Regions from separate parts of the Mus musculus genome. Here regions 1, 2, 3, 4 and 5 are each linked to region 6. The links are chromatin contacts, called in public promoter capture Hi-C maps. All regions are on one chromosome and are shown on one strand. Each heading gives the region's core, a stretch centred on a gene start, on an enhancer-like site or on the middle of the called end of the contact. The rest is flanking DNA. Distances are from core to core; before and after follow the strand shown.

Region 1 (2,700 bases), core at 92-2,591, 1.9 Mb before region 6:
TTCCTATGGATGAGAATGCAGTTCTCAGCTACTGCTCAGGCGTCTGCCTGCATGCCAACATGCTTCCTGCTGTGATGATAATGGACTAAACCTCTAAAACTGTAAGCAAGCCCTCAATCAAACGTTTTCTTTTATAACAGTTGCTTTGGTCATGGTGTCTCTTCACAGCAACAGAACAGTGACTAAGACAGTTACCAGTAGTAACTGGCAGAGTTGTTACTGGAATTATAGATGTATTAGTTTTAGAGGCTATAATATAGGCTAGTGGCTTAAAAGAAACTGAAATTTGTCAAATACAATGTTTCCATATTAACTGTGATAGTTCCCATTTTGCTACAGTGTAATTGTTCTTTTCCCATCTTGCCCCTCTACCTCTAAGCCATCTTCTCCAAATTGACAGCCTTTCTCCAGACTCATCCAAACATTTAAACACACTTGTTCTCCAAAAATGGACACACACTGTATTATATGCACTTCTCTGAACTCTGCTTTTCATTCAGGAAAAAATAGGCACACCTTCCAAAAAATCGCCATGAAACTAACTCTTCCAAAAGAACTAACTACCATTGAGACAGCGGAAAGTCTGAACGTAACACAGCCCATTCAACAATGTTCTTACTGGTTCACACTCAAGTTAGAGGGCAGGTGCTAGGTCTATGGGGCACAGCTTTCCTTATCATATTTCCACCAGTTTATAGTTTGGTTTAGATTCCCTGGCAGAATGTTTTACACACGTTGCTTTTTCAATCATTACAATACTCCCAGGGTTTAGGTACAATCCCATTTTGCCAGTAAGTAAGCTGAATTGCCAACAAGTGGCCGGGTCCAAAGCTCCAGTTCTGAATTTCTGCCCTGCCTTGAAAGCACACACGCCTTCAGTGGGCTGTTCATGACAACATCCAGGCATGGCTATTTAGATTCAATTTTCCCTTAGTTCCATTAGCCATCCCAGGAGCCCTAGACTTTCCTATTCGTATAGCTTCCCAAGTAACTGCTAAACTCAGAAAAACTTGCAGCTGAGAAGCTCATTCTCTGGCAGAGGCCAGGAGAACGGAGGTCCTTTTCTTTCTGAACTGTAACTGGCAATCACACTGGGAGACTCGGAGCTGGCAAAAGCCTAGACCAACAAGAAACCAAGTAATGACGAGGTGGGAACAAGACTGCAACGCAATAAAAAAAAAAAAAAAGTGGGCGCTATTCACCCTCCCTCAACAAGGAAAAGGAACACTCACCGGTTGATAACACAACTCCGCACCCTCAGGACCCTTAAACTCTTCGCAAGAGATAACACGTGTTCCGACTCGTAGAACCCTTGGCCCACTAAACCACGGTCTCCGCCGCAGAGCCAATCCGGAATTTCTGCGTCATCACCAAGCGCCAGAATTACGCAAAGGCCCTGCTAAAGAAGCCCAGTGACCTCCGCCGATGCCATAGTAACAGCGTGAAAGCAAGCTTCCCGCGCAACGCCTCCTGGGAGTAGTAGTTCCGGAATGTCTGACCCCTGTCTAGCTGCTAGGTGGCAGAACTACAACTCCCAGAACCACCTGAAAGCAGTCTGGGAGGAGGCGCAGTTGTCTCTGTTGTGGCCGAAGTCTAGGCCCGAGAGTGCAAAACGTGCTGCTGGCGCCCCAGGGAGGGTCCGCCTCAAAGAAGAAGATGGAGCTGAGTCGCTGGAAACGGTTATCAAGGAAGCTGAATCTCAAGGTGATCCCAGTCGGGAGCTTTGAGGAACATGGGCCGGCCCTAGGCGCCACACAGTCCTGAAGCCAGCCGCTTCCCGCCCTGCGCTTCCTCACTCTTCCCCCGGGGGCATCCTTACCTGGCCTTGGCTACCCTAGAGCCTGCACAGCCCTAGGTAGCGTGATTTAAGGAGCCAAAGGGTCTGTGTACTCACTACTGTGATGGGCTGCATCCTGTAAGGATTATTTCTATCTATGGAGAGGTCTCCTAGTGTCCATCATGGTGAGGGGAATTTGCCCCTAATCCTTACTCTGCCACCAATTTTAGGAAACTTTCCGCACATTTTCTTCTGCCCCCTTCAAATCTGAGTTAAGGGGTCTTTAAAAGGAAAAAAAAAATCATCACACGAAATTCTCTGACGTTATCCCTTATATCTTTCCCTTTCCAGTTTTACACAAGGTATCTAAAATGAACCCAGAAGTCCAGATGGTTGTATCTCAATACTTTATCCATATGGTTATCTCTAAATTTCACGAGCATTCAAAGTTAGAGCCTCCCTGTATCTCTTACCTCTTCTGTGTATTAGCACCTAAAGGCATCAGGAGGTTGAGGAAGAATTGGGGTGGGGGTGGGGGGTAATTAAAAATAAAAGAGACACCATTTAAAACTTGGAACATTACAAAAGTCACAGCCATGCAAAGTCACAGCCACACCAAGTGTGCCTTCCAGAATACCTCTTAACAGTCACAAAAATAGATGCTTTAAATGTAAAGGAGAGTATTGAAATGGAGGGGCTTCAGCTTTCAGCAGCAGAGCAGTTTCACCAGCTGCTCTTACCTTTCAGTTTTACTTTCCTGTAAAAAGAAAAAAAAATCCTCTTAGACGAGTGGCTTTTGTGGGGGCCCCAGGTAATCATTCTTGTGGGTTATCCTAAATATAGCAGCTGTGTGCACAGGGCACATTCCGCTTAGTGAAAACCATGCTCCAGATACCAGAGGGCACAGGCCAGAGCATTAGTGA
Region 2 (2,700 bases), core at 160-2,659, 1.4 Mb before region 6:
AATAGGTATGAAATACATAAAATAAACAAGATATATATATATATATATATATATATATATATATATATATATATGGAAAAGAATAAAACAAGGAAGCAAGTGGAACAACATATATTATTGTCCTACTGTCTAGTTTGTTTCTAAAGAGAAATTGTTATATACCCTTTTTATGTTCTTGTGCACATATGTTTTTAGATTTTTTTTCTTTATCACTAGTTTTGATTGATTTGATTATTATGTACTTTGTAGTTTTCTTGTGTGTGTGCATGCGCACACATGTTTCATTGGGTTTTGGAAGTTGAAGGAAAAGATGAACTCTGTGGGTAAATATGTTGATAGAAGGCAGAAACAGTGATGGAAGCGGATTTAAGTTTTCTGAAATTAATTCAGTGTTAAAAACGAAATGAGAAGCAAGTCCATAGACTGGCATGAGGTTAGAGGAGATAAATAAGAAAGTATACTACTGTTATCTAGGGGAGTGAGAGAATTAACGGAGCAGAGACCTAACAGGATGCTCCATCAACTTTAGGTAGGGGCTTACCTAAAGTTGGGGGGCATGAGTCAGCATGGACAAGCACTTAGGAGAGCCAGTGCTGGTTACTTGGCAAGTGACTACAGCAAGTTGGAGAGGAAGGGGTGATGACGATTACATAGACAACACGTCCACATTGGATCAGAGTGGAAAGTCTCAGAAGGCAGTTCATTGCACCTGGATGACACTGAATATACACCTGTTGATCCGTGTGTAGCTTTCCCCTTAACAATTGAAGGTCAGGGGTTTCCAAGGAACTTATCAAGGGTAAGACATTCATTGTAAAGTCCTTAACATGATTTATGAAGTTATGCACATCCTGCCTCCACCCAAGCACAATCACCAAGTTTTCTCAACTTCTATTCCTCCATTGCAGTTTGACGTACATCCTTGCACAGGCAATTCCCTCTGTAGAAATGCTCTTTCTTTTTAAATAATCTACTCCTCCTTTCATTTCAGCTTTCCTGCGATATTGAAATATTCCCATAAGGTCACTATCTAGTTTGTACAGTTCCTTCTTAGCATGTATACAGTTTTCACCTTATACATTTCGGTCGTCAATAGCTTGCTGCTATGGGGTTGTAAACTTGCTGAGAGCAGGGTCAGTTTTAGTTCCCGGTGAACCTAGCGCGTTTGGCTCCACTGGGAGGTAGCAAGACATATTTCTAAGCAAACGATCAAAAGTTAAGGCAAGGAAGTGCGGTATGTGGAGGTTGGTGTGCAAGTTTCTTTTGGAGACTTCTAGAGGCTTATGACAGGCGCGCCATTTGGCCCTTTGGGTGAGAACTGCAGAGCCCCACGCCAGTACCGCCTCTGGGTCGCCTCGGAGGAGCTCGCCGGATGTACGCAAAGGCGTGGGGGCGGAGCTCTGGTAACCCAGGCAACGGCCCGGAAGCCACTTTCCGCGTTCCCCCGTGGCGGGCTCTGTGGTTCTGGAGGCTGAACTTTTAGTCGGGGCGGAGGCACAGTCGGCCAGCGGCAAGGCAGGTTGGGGTGAAGCGGGGGCATAGGGCGAGGAGAAGCGGCCGGCGTCTCCGCCTGGGTCTCGGCGCCCGGGTGGGCGTGCGCACCCCAGGGCCGGCCGCTCGCCTCGCAGAGCCTGAGAGTGCGGTTCCGGGGAGCGCCTGGATCCCCCGCGGGACAGCGGGCCCCGCGCACGCGCGCCGCGTTCCCGCACCCTGCTGGCGGGAGAAATCCCGAGGCCGGCGGGTGATGCAGTTGTTTACTGTCCCGCTAGGGAGTGGCAGAGTATCGGGTGTTGGGACAGGGCGCGTCCTTTAAGTTGAGCGTTTAGGTGAGGGTTTCTAAGGAAGGGGCCGTTTGAAAGTTTGGGACAGGCTTGAGCTTGGGAGTCAAAAATAGGAAATTGTTCCAGACAGTGCATGGCACTGCTTGTGAAGGTCACAGCTGGGTCTCAGTATGGGTGGGAGGGAAAACTGGGGCCGCACGAAGAGCAGCTCTTGAAGTTGGATTTTTCTCTACAGTGGGCTCCATTAAAATCTTACGAGGGAGTAAAACGTTGAGATCCCTGTATCCCTGTATCCGGGTAAGATTGATGGCAGGGACAGTGTTCTGGTTGTCCCCCAGTTTGTTTTCATACTAGTTAAGGTAAATCTGGTAGAATTCCACCATCCCTCCTTAAGAGCAGGCAAGGGCTTCCAGTGGTCTTTTGTATAGCCCTCAAATTGCAGGGGCCCTCAGTTAGCTTTTAGACTGTTATTGTTCAGACTGAAACAAATTCTGTAAATGTTCCACACACACACACACACACACACACACACACACACACACACACCCACTTGCAGAGAACATTTTCTTTCTGATTTTCTCCCCCCATCCCCCTTTCTTTTTTTGTTTTTTTCAAGACAGGGTTTCCCTGTGTAGCCCTGGCTGTCCTGGAGTTCACTCTGTCGACCAGGTTGTCCTCGAACTCAGAAATCTGCTTGCCCCAGCCTCCCAAGTGCTGAGATTTAAGGCTTGGGCCACCACTGCCCAGCATTCTGATTTTCTTTTATTTACTCTTTATTTTCAGCCCGACTTTGTGGAGGGAATTAAGGAGAGGAGGCAGCTTTTCTTCATGTGTATTGAAGATTAGGAACTTCCTTGACACAAAGAATTAACTTTCAGGCTTGCCTTTTGTAAGAAGTTGTTTAGTTATGATCTTTTGA
Region 3 (2,700 bases), core at 185-2,684, 1.8 Mb before region 6:
TAAAAACTCTCTTTTTAGATAGCAATCTCCATCGCTGAGATTGTGGTAAAAGTAAAGGCCAAAGATAAGACAATATTCCAACCAGGACTGTGTTGCTACACACAGAAAAACAGTCACTCCCCACAAGGTGTACATGGCCTCTCTCTCTGGAAATACAGGGTGAACTGAGAACAGAGAAGCTATCTTTTACCCTTCAAGTTCATGTGACCACGTGAGAACAACCCCATGCATGGGTCCTACTAAGATCACTGAAAATACAGAACTTTCTGGAGTGTCCATTTAAACTTGCAGTGTGTGTGCTGGATTGCGTTCTTATATACATCTAATCTACCCTACTATCCTCCATGATCCTTTAAAATGAAAACTGTTAAAATCCTCACACCTGACAGCAAAAAACCAATCCTCTATTTTAGATCCTTTGGAATAGCAAGAACAAACCTCAGCATTCTGGACGGCAAACCTGAAGGAATATATATACATATGTAGGTCTCAACAGAACCAGTGGGGTCAGCATCTGGAAACTGTAAGCTTACCTGTCACAGCCTTCATCGAGGTCTTGACAATCACACAAACAGGCAGCCACGTGGTTCTTTTCCCCATTTCGATCTATGTATTCGCAACAGCACAGGGGCTCCAATTCAGGTTCTTCGGTTTTCTTTTTTTTGACTGGCTTCATATTGCCCTTTAGTGTACGGATTTGTACCTGTCACCATGAGGCATAAGAAGCTCACAGAAGGTAAAGGTGGCAAGAACTCAACTCACATCCTGTAAACACATCCTTGCTTCTCATTAACGCCAACGCCTGAGCAATAAAAAAATGAAAAGGGGGGAAGGGTCCTGCTTTCATCAGGCTTTTCGGGCTCCGCGTGGCCTGACAGGAGGGTTCCTTGACTTCTGGGGCTCTGAGCACCTTCCCCTCCCCTTCCCAGCTAGGCTAGCAACATCTGGGCACCAGCCGTTCCCATGGCGACAGCCGACCACGCGGCCCGGGACAGCAGAGCTAGGGCGGCCCAGTTCACCTGAGGGTGCCGGCTCAAAGGGCCGGGCTGTCCCCACCCCAAGGCTGCGCGCCGTGGAAACTCACCCTCGCAGGTGCAGGCAGCGACGCCCTGGCGCTGCAACCACCCACCGGCCCGGGGATGCCAGGAGCCCCAGCAGCCCCGAGGTCGCCCGTCCAGCCCACTCCGAACCCGCCGCTCCGAGGGCGTGGGCGGGCCTGGAGAATGACCTTGGCGGGGAAGTTACCTGCCCTCCCGACAGAGGCGGGGACCGGGAGGAGGACCGACTCCCCTGGGCGCGGCTGAGCCTGCGACCCCGCACGGCAGGCTCGGGAGTGCCGGGCGGAGTCGCCCACCTGTGAGCACCGCCGGTGCGCGCGCCTGCCGAGCGAGCCAGTCGCCCCCGGTCGCCGCTCCGCAGGTCGGCGCGCGCTTCCGGGTGCCCCGCCCCCGGCGCCGGGATCCCGCCGCCCGCACGTGCGCCGCCTGCCCACGAGGCCCCTCCCCCGCCGCGCTCCGGCCGGGCCACCTCGCACCTGCGCCGGGGCCCTCGCGGTGCCGCCGGGGTGCGGGATCGGACCCCGGCGCTCGCGCGCCGCCAGAGTTCCGCCGGTCGCCTGCGGTCCTCCAGCGCCGGCAACAGGCGTTGGGGTTCGATCCGCACCTTGGCCGCCTTCAGAGGTGCCACCCCACGAGTCGCCCGCCTTCCCTTGAGGCCCGCTGTGGACCCCAAGCCCGGCTTATCCAACTTGTTCTCGCTCGCGAGTCCTGGAGGATGGAGCTGCTTTCCAGCCAGGCCTCGGTGGTACTTTTGATTCAGTAGTCTGCACATTTGCAATGAAATTGCCCAAGAGAGTCCCCTCTGGGTTTGTATTGCAGCACAAATCTGTAAGAACTATGGGCCTACGTACAGGTTTTCCCTACCCCAGGCTTTCTAGGTTTTGGTTTGGTTTTAAGCAGAAACAGAAGAAAAAACGACAACTTAAACATTTCCGGTTTTATTGAAGTCAATCCATACATAACAGATTAAGATCTCATTAATTCTACGTACATATTTAGTGTTTTATCTACAAAGTGACGTTGGTAATCTTTGAGGTATATGGTGAAGTGCTTTAAGAGAAACCACAAAAGCATTCACTTTGACAGTTAACATTTTTCTAAATTTAACAATCTGAAGTTTCTAATCCAGTCACTCAAACTCACAGCCAGAGACTTCCTATGTTCTTATCACAAACAAAACAGAACAGAACAGAACAGAACAAAACAAAGCAGAACAGAACAGAACAGAACAGAAGGTATTACTCCGAAGCCCCCTGCCCCAGGGAGATTAGTTAGGATTCATGAAGAGAAACCCTTCCCTTTAGCCAGTATTTTTATTCCCTACAGGCGTCTCAAAAACATTGTTAGCAATGACATTTGGCTTTGGTGACACTGAGGGAAAGGAAACATTGACTAAAGGCAATGGATATTCAATAAAAATAAATATATGTGCGTGTTCTAGAAAGACAGCTAGAGAACAAAACAATAAATACGTCCTGAACATTTCCTAAATCCCGGGGGACGCAGCTAATTTCAAGTCAAGTCGCCAAGTCCTTATTTTCACAAACCACTGGTGCTGACACAAGTGCCTGAGTGGTTTTCCCGAGAGCCCAAGCTTGCGCCTCTCAACTCCGGTCAGCTTGCATGCCCCCCAGTCTTTATT
Region 4 (2,700 bases), core at 19-2,518, 1.6 Mb before region 6:
AAAAGAAATCAAACTGCCTATTAGCACCAAATTTGAAGTAACAGTAAGGGCCTATTTTATCACAGATTTTCAAAGTGCGGAGGAAACATAAAACGGGGTTACTGTTAACCTTTTTCTCAATGCAAGGTCTGTTTCTACTGTACATAGGTTCAAGTAGTATTTCTATTATGCCCTGCGTTCCAGTCCAATTGGCTATATCTGGTTGTGAAAAGCTCATAAATCTTTCACCACCACTAGGTGGAGAATCAGACACCTGTCTCGGGGAGGCGGGCTTGTGAAATGAAACAAAACTAGAAAAAGATAGCTGGATAGTTCAAGAGCTCCAAAGGCACTTTAGAGGACGCTGAGGTCTCCGGTCCTAAATAAGGGTGTCTAGTAGCCTAAATTTAAGGTTCCAATCCCATCCCCCAAAGCCACGCACTCACTTCCTTAGCAGGGGACTGCAGAACCTTTCTGAAAACGGGCTTCGTGCAAATAAAGGACGTCAAGAGTCCACCGTATACGAATTCCTGCAGTCTCCAATATCCAAAGATAGTGCACTGAGGGAAGTCACATAGGACTGGATTTTCCACCTTCATTTACCACCTTCTAACCCTCCAGGCTAAAGGTACTTGTCTATCTTTTGCCACTCTCCTCCTCTTCAGTTTTTTTCATTTCTACGCTTGCATTGAAAGCTGCCATAAGCATAATACAGAACAGGGTGCGAGGAAGTTTCTTAAAAACCTCTTTTTTTTTTTTTTTTTCCTAGCTTCTCAAAGCGTCCCCTTTAAGGAACCAGGCCCACCTCTTTCTCATCCACCTACTGGCTTTCCTTTCTGCCTGTCACTCTACCTTTAAGAATATTTCCTGTTCTTTCAACCCAACTTGCACACCTCCGCCCCCCGGCCTTGGTCATTGGGCCGCCCGAGGCCTGTTCCCTCCTAGCTTTTCCCTCCTTCTCCTCCCGCCCTCCAGCCTAGCGCAGCGGAATCCCGGCTTCTGACTGGCCACGGTGGCAGCCTCCCCAGCACCGGATTGGCCGGCCGGTTGGTCGGGGCGGGAGCGAGGCGCATCCAGGCTAGGCTGTGCGCGTGCCGAGCGGCGGCCGCGGGAGGGGCGGGAGGGGCGGGGGGAGGGGGGCTGGGAAAGTTGAGGCCGTGCTGCCGCCGGGTCTCCGGCCTCGAGGGCTCGGGCTCGCTGCGGCGGCGGTGGCCGCGAGGAGAGGCGGCGGGGGCGGGGGGAGAGGAGGGCCCGGGCCCGCGCTCCCCCAGCCCCGCAGAAGCAGGGGGCGGCCGCGGACCCAGAGGCTCGCCTAGACGGCCAGACACCGCTGCCTTCCGCTCCTGGGACCATGACCCAGGCGGGGGTCGCCGCCGCCGTGGCCCGGAGCGCGTCACCGGCGGGTGAGTGGCCGCGGGAGGGGGCGCTGACAGCCGGGACCGCGGCTGCGGGGGCGGCTCCGGGGGGCGGCCCCGGGCTCAGCTCCACCCACCCCCTCCTAGCCGCGGGAGGTGAGGGCTAGGCTGAGTGCCCCTCGTTCCTGGGGTCCCCAGAACTCCCCACCTATCCCGGGGCGATCGCTCTCTTCACTCCGGCATGCTCGCACCCTGGGTGCCAGGCCTGAGGGAGCTCGCCCTGCTCCCGGTGCGCGCCGGCGGACAGAGGCCCCATGCTGTCCTGGGTGCATAAAGAGCTGGGCAGCCAGGTCCCCACCGGGTGGCCTTTGCTAGCCTCCTTCACCTTTTGCCATCCCTTCCATCTCTTTACTTGTCTTCTGACTTTCCTTCTGATCCACTCGTCAAACTCGCTGCTTGCTTTTGTAACTTTCACCTCTGTGTCGGAGAGTTAGGCTGACGTTTTCTTTTTAGAAGCCCATCTTTTTGCTTCTGAATAGCACTGGTCCATGCGAATGGCATTCTTGTCCGATTTCAAATTTCCTGAACAAGCATGAGGTTTCTGGACGCTTGGCTGAGGTTGGGCATTTTGGGGATAGAGTTCTCTTCTCTCTGTGGGGTCTTTTTTGCTTTTATTGACCTCATCTGTAGATAAGAGACCACAAAAAACTAACTGCCAAAACCAACTAATGTTCAGATAACATTTTACCACTAAGTTGAGTGAATTAACAAACATGATAGGTCTGGCCGACTTTATGGGTAACAGTGGCAGAGTCTTAAAGGAAACTTTGATGAGTAAGTGGACCCTGCAGTAGCTTTTCCCCATGGCCAGTCAGATCTGCTCTTTGCAGGGCCGACAGTTTCCTCGGTGACCTTTTCCTTTCCCTCAGAACACTTGACTTGCTGTATGGATACTATGTTTCCATTTGCTTGGGAAATACACAACGTATTTGTTGCAAACTGAGGAAGATTCATTGAGAAGCCAAGAGTTGTGAATGAAAGCTGTATCAAGAAGCATGCCAAAGGCCAACAGCCACTTGTGACCCAGAATGAACATAAAAGTGGTCCAACCCAAAATTGAAAACATATCCAATCCCTTGAGGGTTTCTTTTTTTCCTTTCTTAATTTCATTGTATGGTTCCAGAGAGTGAACCTTGTAAAGACAAGTTTGTGTCACAATGTCAAAAGGTTGGGCAGTAGTCTAAACATTATGACTTTTGTATAGATTAGCTTTAGTAGTTTGGTGATTGTAGTAGTCTGTGCATTGATGAAATGTAGAACTCTTTTGATACAAAAGCATTTCCATTCAGTGTGGTAAGGGCCACCT
Region 5 (2,700 bases), core at 113-2,612, 1.0 Mb before region 6:
CTCAGTAAGACTGAACTGGGGCTAGGAAGGCGTTTCAGAGGGTTGGGATGGAGAAGGGATGCCTCTGGGGACTGATCACCAAACACTGAGTTCCAGGATCAGCGGGAGAGCCTGACTCAGAAGCAAAGGTGGGTAGTGGTAAAGGAAGACCCTGACCACTACCCTTAGCCTCCAACGTGCACACACGACACATCTCCAACTAAAATATCTTCTGTCTTCCACAAGTCCAGAAACATTATGTTGATTCTGTTAAGTCTGTGGTAATATGTTACAGCCCAAATAGGAAACTAACACACAGGTAATTTGGTAGTGCATTAGAGGGGCATTTAAGTCGTTATGGTGTGAGGATAGTTTACGAAGTGTTATTAAAGATAGTGATCCCAGAGCTGACTGAAGAAGTGAGATTGTTTCAAAATGGTTCAAATGAAAGAGCAATTAAGCTGGGCAGTGGTGGCACACGCCTTTAATCCCAGCACTTGGGAGGCAGAGGCAGGAGGATTTCTGAGTTCAAGGCCAGCCTGGTCTACAGAGTGAGTTCCAGGACAGCTAGGGCTATACAGAGAAACCCTGTCTCGAAAAACCCAAAAAAACAGAAAAAAAAAAAAAACAAAAAAACAAAAACAAAAACGAGCAATTATCTGTAAGGAACACACAGGACAGAGAGCATCTCAGTAGGGCAAGATTACTTGCGTTAAATACGTCTAGTAAGAGTAAAAATTTGTACAGCAGGCACTGTTCTAAGAAGTCTTTACCCCCAAGCACACTGAGGTCTGAAGAAATTACCTTTTTGGGATAATATATGGTAATCCGCAGACATAATGAAGCAACTTGGCAGTCTCACTTAATGCCCACCAACTGCTCCTCTCCACCCTGCGAAAGAAACCTTATGAACAGAAGCAAGAAGGCCCCAAGGACTTAAAACGAACAATCACCAGTAATCAGTGATCAGAACCAGCAGAGCCTGGAATATTTTGTCGGAGAAAATGACGGTGATAATGGGTGGTCAAGACAACCTCTGGGTTTTTTGTAATTATTGAAGTTGAGCTATATCCAAGCTATATAGTTTTCCTTGACTACTCCAAATAAATCGTGACTACGTGACGAATGTCACATTTGCTGATATGATGCGAGTTCTTCTTTTCAAAATATCCGAGTAAGAGTTAAAAGGCTGGGCCTCACTCGGATCCATCAGTAAAATGCATAGCTTCGAAGTTGCTCTAAAAATGTAGGAGCCTCAGAATACTCTAACACGTTTCTCCTTTCCCAGCGGGTCTAACGGGCCGTGACTCCGCCCCGGGGCGGGCCCCACACCTCCGGCCCGCCCCGCTCCGCCCTCGTCCCCTCCCTCCCTCCCTCTCCTGCCCAGGCCGCTCAACTCGCTCACGCTCCGCTCGGCCTTCCCCGGCCCTCCCACGCCGCTCGAGATGGCCGCTGCGGTGCGGCCGGGTGCGGAGCCGTGGAACCGCGTGAGGATCCCCCAGGCGGGGAACTGCAGCACGCTGACCGTGCGGGACCCCAGCGCCACCCTGGGTGAGTGTGGCCGGCAAGGAAGTCCTAGCGTGTCTCCGGGAACCGGCGGGCGGGCTCACGTGGGACGGGGTGGGACTTCCTGAGCGCGGGGCACGCCGGGAAGGGGAGCGCCAGGCGGAAGGTCCGGCCTGGATAGTGTGGCATGAGGATTGCTGGCAAGCGCCTGGGCTTCGCCGTGACTGTGCTGGAACAGGAGAGCACGACTAGTCCCGGCCCTGCATGTGTAGCCCCCAAACGCTGCCTGGGTCCTGTGCTGTCCCCAAGGATCGGGGCTGTCACCCAAGTACCGTACGCCGGGGCTTCGGACCTCCGGCTTGTCTCTAAAATACAAGAGCTCGTTTTCCCCTTACTGGGCGAGGGAGTTACTCTGGTCTCTCGGTTCTTCTCAAGTGGGGAAAAATGAGATAGTTAGAGCAGTTTGTTTAGAAAACAGGGACTCGCAAAGAGATGTGTGTGGGGGTGGGGTCTGTGTTGTGAGTTTTAATTTAGTTTGTTAGTATATATGCTGTGGAGGTGTTAACCATATAAGAGGGATCGGGCGATTTGATTTACCCGCTCCCAAATCACGGGCCGGCTCTCGTTTGGAACGTTCTTCCCATGATCCTTTAGAAAAGCCTATTGGGTGGGTGGGACGAAAAGATGGGCCCATGCGTATGGCCAAGCCGAAATGAGGATTCTCAGGATTCACGTGGTAAAAAGCGAGAACCAACTTCTGCAAGTAATATGTTCTACATCTCCCCCTGGATTTAATGCTGTGCTACAACCCCGACCCCCCCAAAACGTAATAAAATATTCAAACCTAAATATTATAATGAGGTGGGGGTCTTTCGAATTGTGAGTTAATACCTGGGTTGCCTTAGTTTTTTGTTGTTGTTTTTGTTTTTTGAGACTGAGTTTTCTGTGTAGCCCTGGCTTTCCTGGAACTCACTCTGTAGACCAGGCTGGCCTTGAACTTAGAAGTCCCCCTGCCTCTGCCTCCCCAGTGCTGGGATTAAAGGTGTGCGCCAGAGCGAGAGCAGCCTACCTAAGCTTGAAGGATGTTTAATCACGAAGGGACATTCAGCTACCGGGAGACACAGCTACGAAATACTGTAGTTTTCACGGTTACATCCAACTTTTTGTTTTTGAAGCTGCTTTTGGTCCTATGACTGTCAGTTACTTTTTGTTATT
Region 6 (2,700 bases), core at 115-2,614:
GGTCACCTTGTTTTGTACAATGAGTTGTAGGAAAGACAGAGGCTATGTAGTGAAACCCTGTCTCACAAACATCAACAATCCATACCCCCGACCCCAAACACACACAAAGAATCAAATGCTTTAAAGTTATCCCTTGTTTGTGTCAAACAGATTCAAGGTTTTAGTCTCTGGAAAAATGTGCCAAGTTTAAAACTGGATTTAAAACAAGGCTACAGGGGATCAGTTTACTGGTCAATAGATTGTATCAATATTAATGTTCATTTTCCATTTCTTTAATTATATACTCAAAGTATCCTTTTATCCCCTTTCAGACATTACCTCCCAACAAATAAATTTCATTTCAGGCAGTTACTCTGAAGTGATGTTTGTTAGCTATAAAACAACAGATCCAACCTTCAATCTATAAATCATCTTTATATAATATAGATTAGCTGAAAGCCTGATGCATATATTGTCAATGAATACTGTTAAAGAAATTTAAAAATATATTTTACTCTTGTTATCGAACTGACATACTTGTGTGTGTGTATGTACAGTGTTAAGTTAAACCGATTACATACTTGAAAAAACTAAACTTGTTATATAATGGCATTAGTATTCCAAGCACTATGTAGCTATCTAATAGCTGTGTGGCAAGATGTGAAGAGGACACCAAGGATGTTATTTAAGGATAACTATACATGTACACAAATCATGTATTCTACGCATGTAATACTACTGATCCACATTTTAGCTTCCATTGTAGAGTAACTCCAATTCTTTAAACAAGAACAATCAGATATTAGGTCTAAAGACAGCATTTACATGTATATACATACATACTTTGTTTCCTCAAGTCCATGACAGGCAAGGCTAACCACTTGACATATATCCATATGAAAAGCTCTAGGAGCAGCTAATAACCAAACACATTAAATGCACATCTTATTTTTTTTCTTTCTGCTCTTGACGTTTGATTCAGAGGACGTAGGAACTCCTTAAATCGCAGTGTAACCGCTAACAAGGACTTCCAAGAACGCCGCAGGGCCTCAGCAGAAAAGCAGACTCCCCTAGCCTTGCCCAGCAGCGTTCAGTGCCGAGACAGCCAGAGCAGTTTTAAATGGCGCGCCAAGCCGGCTCCAGACGGGCACTGGACGGTCGCCGGGCCTTCCAAAGAGCCCCAGTGCCCCACCTTCCGTACACTAACCTGAGAGCCACCATGCCCGTGGGGGCTTCCGAGCTAGTGACGCGCTCAGGCCCGGGTGCCGGCCGAAGGACACAGCCGCCCAGCCCCACCTCCGACAAGGGGCCCAGGCCGCCATCTTCCCAGCTGCCCCTGCGCCCGCTACAGACGCGCGCAGGTCGCGCGGTCCCGAGGTCACGCACGCGCAGTCCGCGGGGAGCGGGGTGGGGTGGGGGTGGGGGTTGCTTACAAGCATCACGTGGGATTTGTTCACCTCCTCCCCCCCCCGCCCCCGGGCGCGGAGACGCATGCGCAAAGGTGCTGTCTGGGGTACTGCTGTCTCTACTGGGTTGTTCTGTCTCCCCCAAAGGGCATTTGGCTTGTGACATTGGGCGGCCTTGGCCGGTATTTTTCGCAGTAAGCTGCGGAAATGTCGGAGAGGAGCCAGGGTCAAATTGAGCGTGCATAGATGGGAAACCGTGTTATCATCCAGAGAAACCAAAGACCTGGGACAAAAATTGCTAGGCTTCTTGCCTTACCCATTCATTCCCTATGACTCCATTTCAGCTATGGGGGAAAGGTTTCCAAGAGGCGACCTTAATCTTAAAGTCACATCATTGGAGTCGCATCAACATTCTTTGATCTCTCCCAAACATTTTCCCACTCACCAGATTGCTGAAAATTCAAAGGAGCAGCCACAGGCAAAATTACTGAAAACACTCATTCACATATGGTTGCTTGATGGGTAACTATCTAAAGTCTTTTGTCAGGCAATCTGGCCATGTTATTATAATACACACAATTTTCAGTACGCTTTGAACTATCATGCCCTTTATGACTATTCTAAATATTGGCGCAAGACATCCCAAGACCAAATTCCCAGCACAAAAAGGAGATTTGCCCCAGAGACACAAAGGGCAGAGAGCAAAAGACAAAGACTAGAAATGGGGAGGAGGGAGAAGAAGGAGGAAAGAAGAGAGGAGGAAGGGTTTTTTTGTTGGGGGAGGGGGCACATAGGACTGCCTCTGAATCGACAGGAGACAGACATGGCTCATAGGAATATGGCTGTTTATAAAGGTTAAAGGGTGAACCCCATGTACGGATGAGGTGTTTAATTGGACAGGTTAGTTAGGACAGCCACAAGGGGGCTTTTGATTGCTGGACTTAAATACTTTGATTTCTGGACTAGGTTTAGCAGGAAGTGACCAAATAAGGGAATAGACCTTGGGGGCTACAGTTTCTAGCAAGGCAGAGGAAATGAGAGAGAAGGACCAGGCCTTCCAGAGACATGTTTGCCATGCTCAAGGTGGCTAGAGTCCCTTCAAACAGGAGTTCATAAGGCTCTGTGTTACCTTCAATAGCACCGTTTTGTTGTTGTTGTTGTTGTTGTTGTTGTTGTTGTTTTTTAACAAGGGGGTGGGGGAATGGCAGGGAAGGGGGTGAATCAATGGCAATAGAAAATAATTCAATTAATTGTGATACTAGGGTCTCTGGATTCTGACATCTTTCAAAATAATTTTGGCAGCCTCAAGTCTCAC

Evidence for each region. Promoter capture Hi-C pulls out the DNA fragments that hold promoters and counts their contacts. Capture Hi-C pulls out chosen DNA fragments and counts their contacts.
Region 1: a contact with region 6 is called in a promoter capture Hi-C map of pre-B cells, with 2.9 times the contacts expected there. The contact joins the promoter of Qtrt2 here to the promoter of Abhd10 in region 6. A contact is called at or near these places in 3 of 39 promoter capture datasets (the C10 cell line, liver and pre-B cells), 1 of 484 Hi-C or Micro-C datasets (CD4 T cells) and 2 of 9 other capture datasets (adipose tissue and liver).
Region 2: a contact with region 6 is called in a promoter capture Hi-C map of adipose tissue, with 4 times the contacts expected there. The contact joins the promoter of Spice1 here to the promoter of Abhd10 in region 6. A contact is called at or near these places in 2 of 39 promoter capture datasets (embryonic stem cells and pre-B cells) and 1 of 9 other capture datasets (adipose tissue).
Region 3: a promoter capture Hi-C map of pre-B cells shows a contact between it and region 6, with 3 times the contacts expected there. The contact joins the promoter of Zdhhc23 here to the promoter of Abhd10 in region 6. A contact is called at or near these places in 3 of 39 promoter capture datasets (the C10 cell line, liver and pre-B cells).
Region 4: a promoter capture Hi-C map of pre-B cells shows a contact between it and region 6, with 8 times the contacts expected there. The contact joins the promoter of Usf3 here to the promoter of Abhd10 in region 6. A contact is called at or near these places in 5 of 39 promoter capture datasets (the 3T3-L1 cell line, the C10 cell line, liver and 1 more) and 1 of 484 Hi-C or Micro-C datasets (CD4 T cells).
Region 5: a contact with region 6 is called in a promoter capture Hi-C map of pre-B cells, with 5 times the contacts expected there. The contact joins the promoter of Nepro here to the promoter of Abhd10 in region 6. A contact is called at or near these places in 7 of 39 promoter capture datasets (the C10 cell line, hematopoietic stem and progenitor cells, liver and 3 more), 2 of 484 Hi-C or Micro-C datasets (B cells and pre-B cells), 1 of 115 datasets of contacts at active chromatin or transcription factors (astrocytes) and 2 of 9 other capture datasets (adipose tissue and liver).

What each region holds. Positions count from the first base shown.
Region 1 is chr16:43,888,335-43,891,034 of GRCm38.p6, forward strand. It overlaps Qtrt2 (queuine tRNA-ribosyltransferase accessory subunit 2), which reads right to left and starts at 1,342. Exons shown (of 9, transcript NM_001356329.1): 1 at 1,233-1,342. Ccdc191 (coiled-coil domain containing 191) reads left to right here and starts at 1,568. Exons shown (of 16, transcript NM_027801.1): 1 at 1,568-1,704. The coding sequence starts at 1,657.
Region 2 is chr16:44,345,992-44,348,691 of GRCm38.p6, forward strand. It overlaps Spice1 (spindle and centriole associated protein 1), which reads left to right and starts at 1,410. Exons shown (of 18, transcript NM_144550.4): 1 at 1,410-1,515.
Region 3 is chr16:43,978,375-43,981,074 of GRCm38.p6, forward strand. Zdhhc23 (zinc finger, DHHC domain containing 23) reads right to left here and starts at 1,435. Exons shown (of 5, transcript NM_001007460.2): 1 at 1,085-1,435; 2 at 534-802. The coding sequence starts at 676. It overlaps Gramd1c (GRAM domain containing 1C), which reads right to left. Exons shown (of 17, transcript NM_001359085.1): 17 at 1,976-2,700. It overlaps Gm46552 (a long non-coding RNA gene), which reads left to right and starts at 1,499. Exons shown (of 2, transcript XR_001781930.1): 1 at 1,499-1,864.
Region 4 is chr16:44,172,129-44,174,828 of GRCm38.p6, forward strand. Usf3 (upstream transcription factor family member 3) reads left to right here and starts at 1,269. Exons shown (of 8, transcript NM_001029889.2): 1 at 1,269-1,382.
Region 5 is chr16:44,722,939-44,725,638 of GRCm38.p6, forward strand. Nepro (nucleolus and neural progenitor protein) reads left to right here and starts at 1,363. Exons shown (of 9, transcript NM_145972.4): 1 at 1,363-1,530. The coding sequence starts at 1,425.
Region 6 is chr16:45,741,591-45,744,290 of GRCm38.p6, forward strand. Abhd10 (abhydrolase domain containing 10) reads right to left here and starts at 1,365. Exons shown (of 5, transcript NM_172511.4): 1 at 1,187-1,365. The coding sequence starts at 1,301.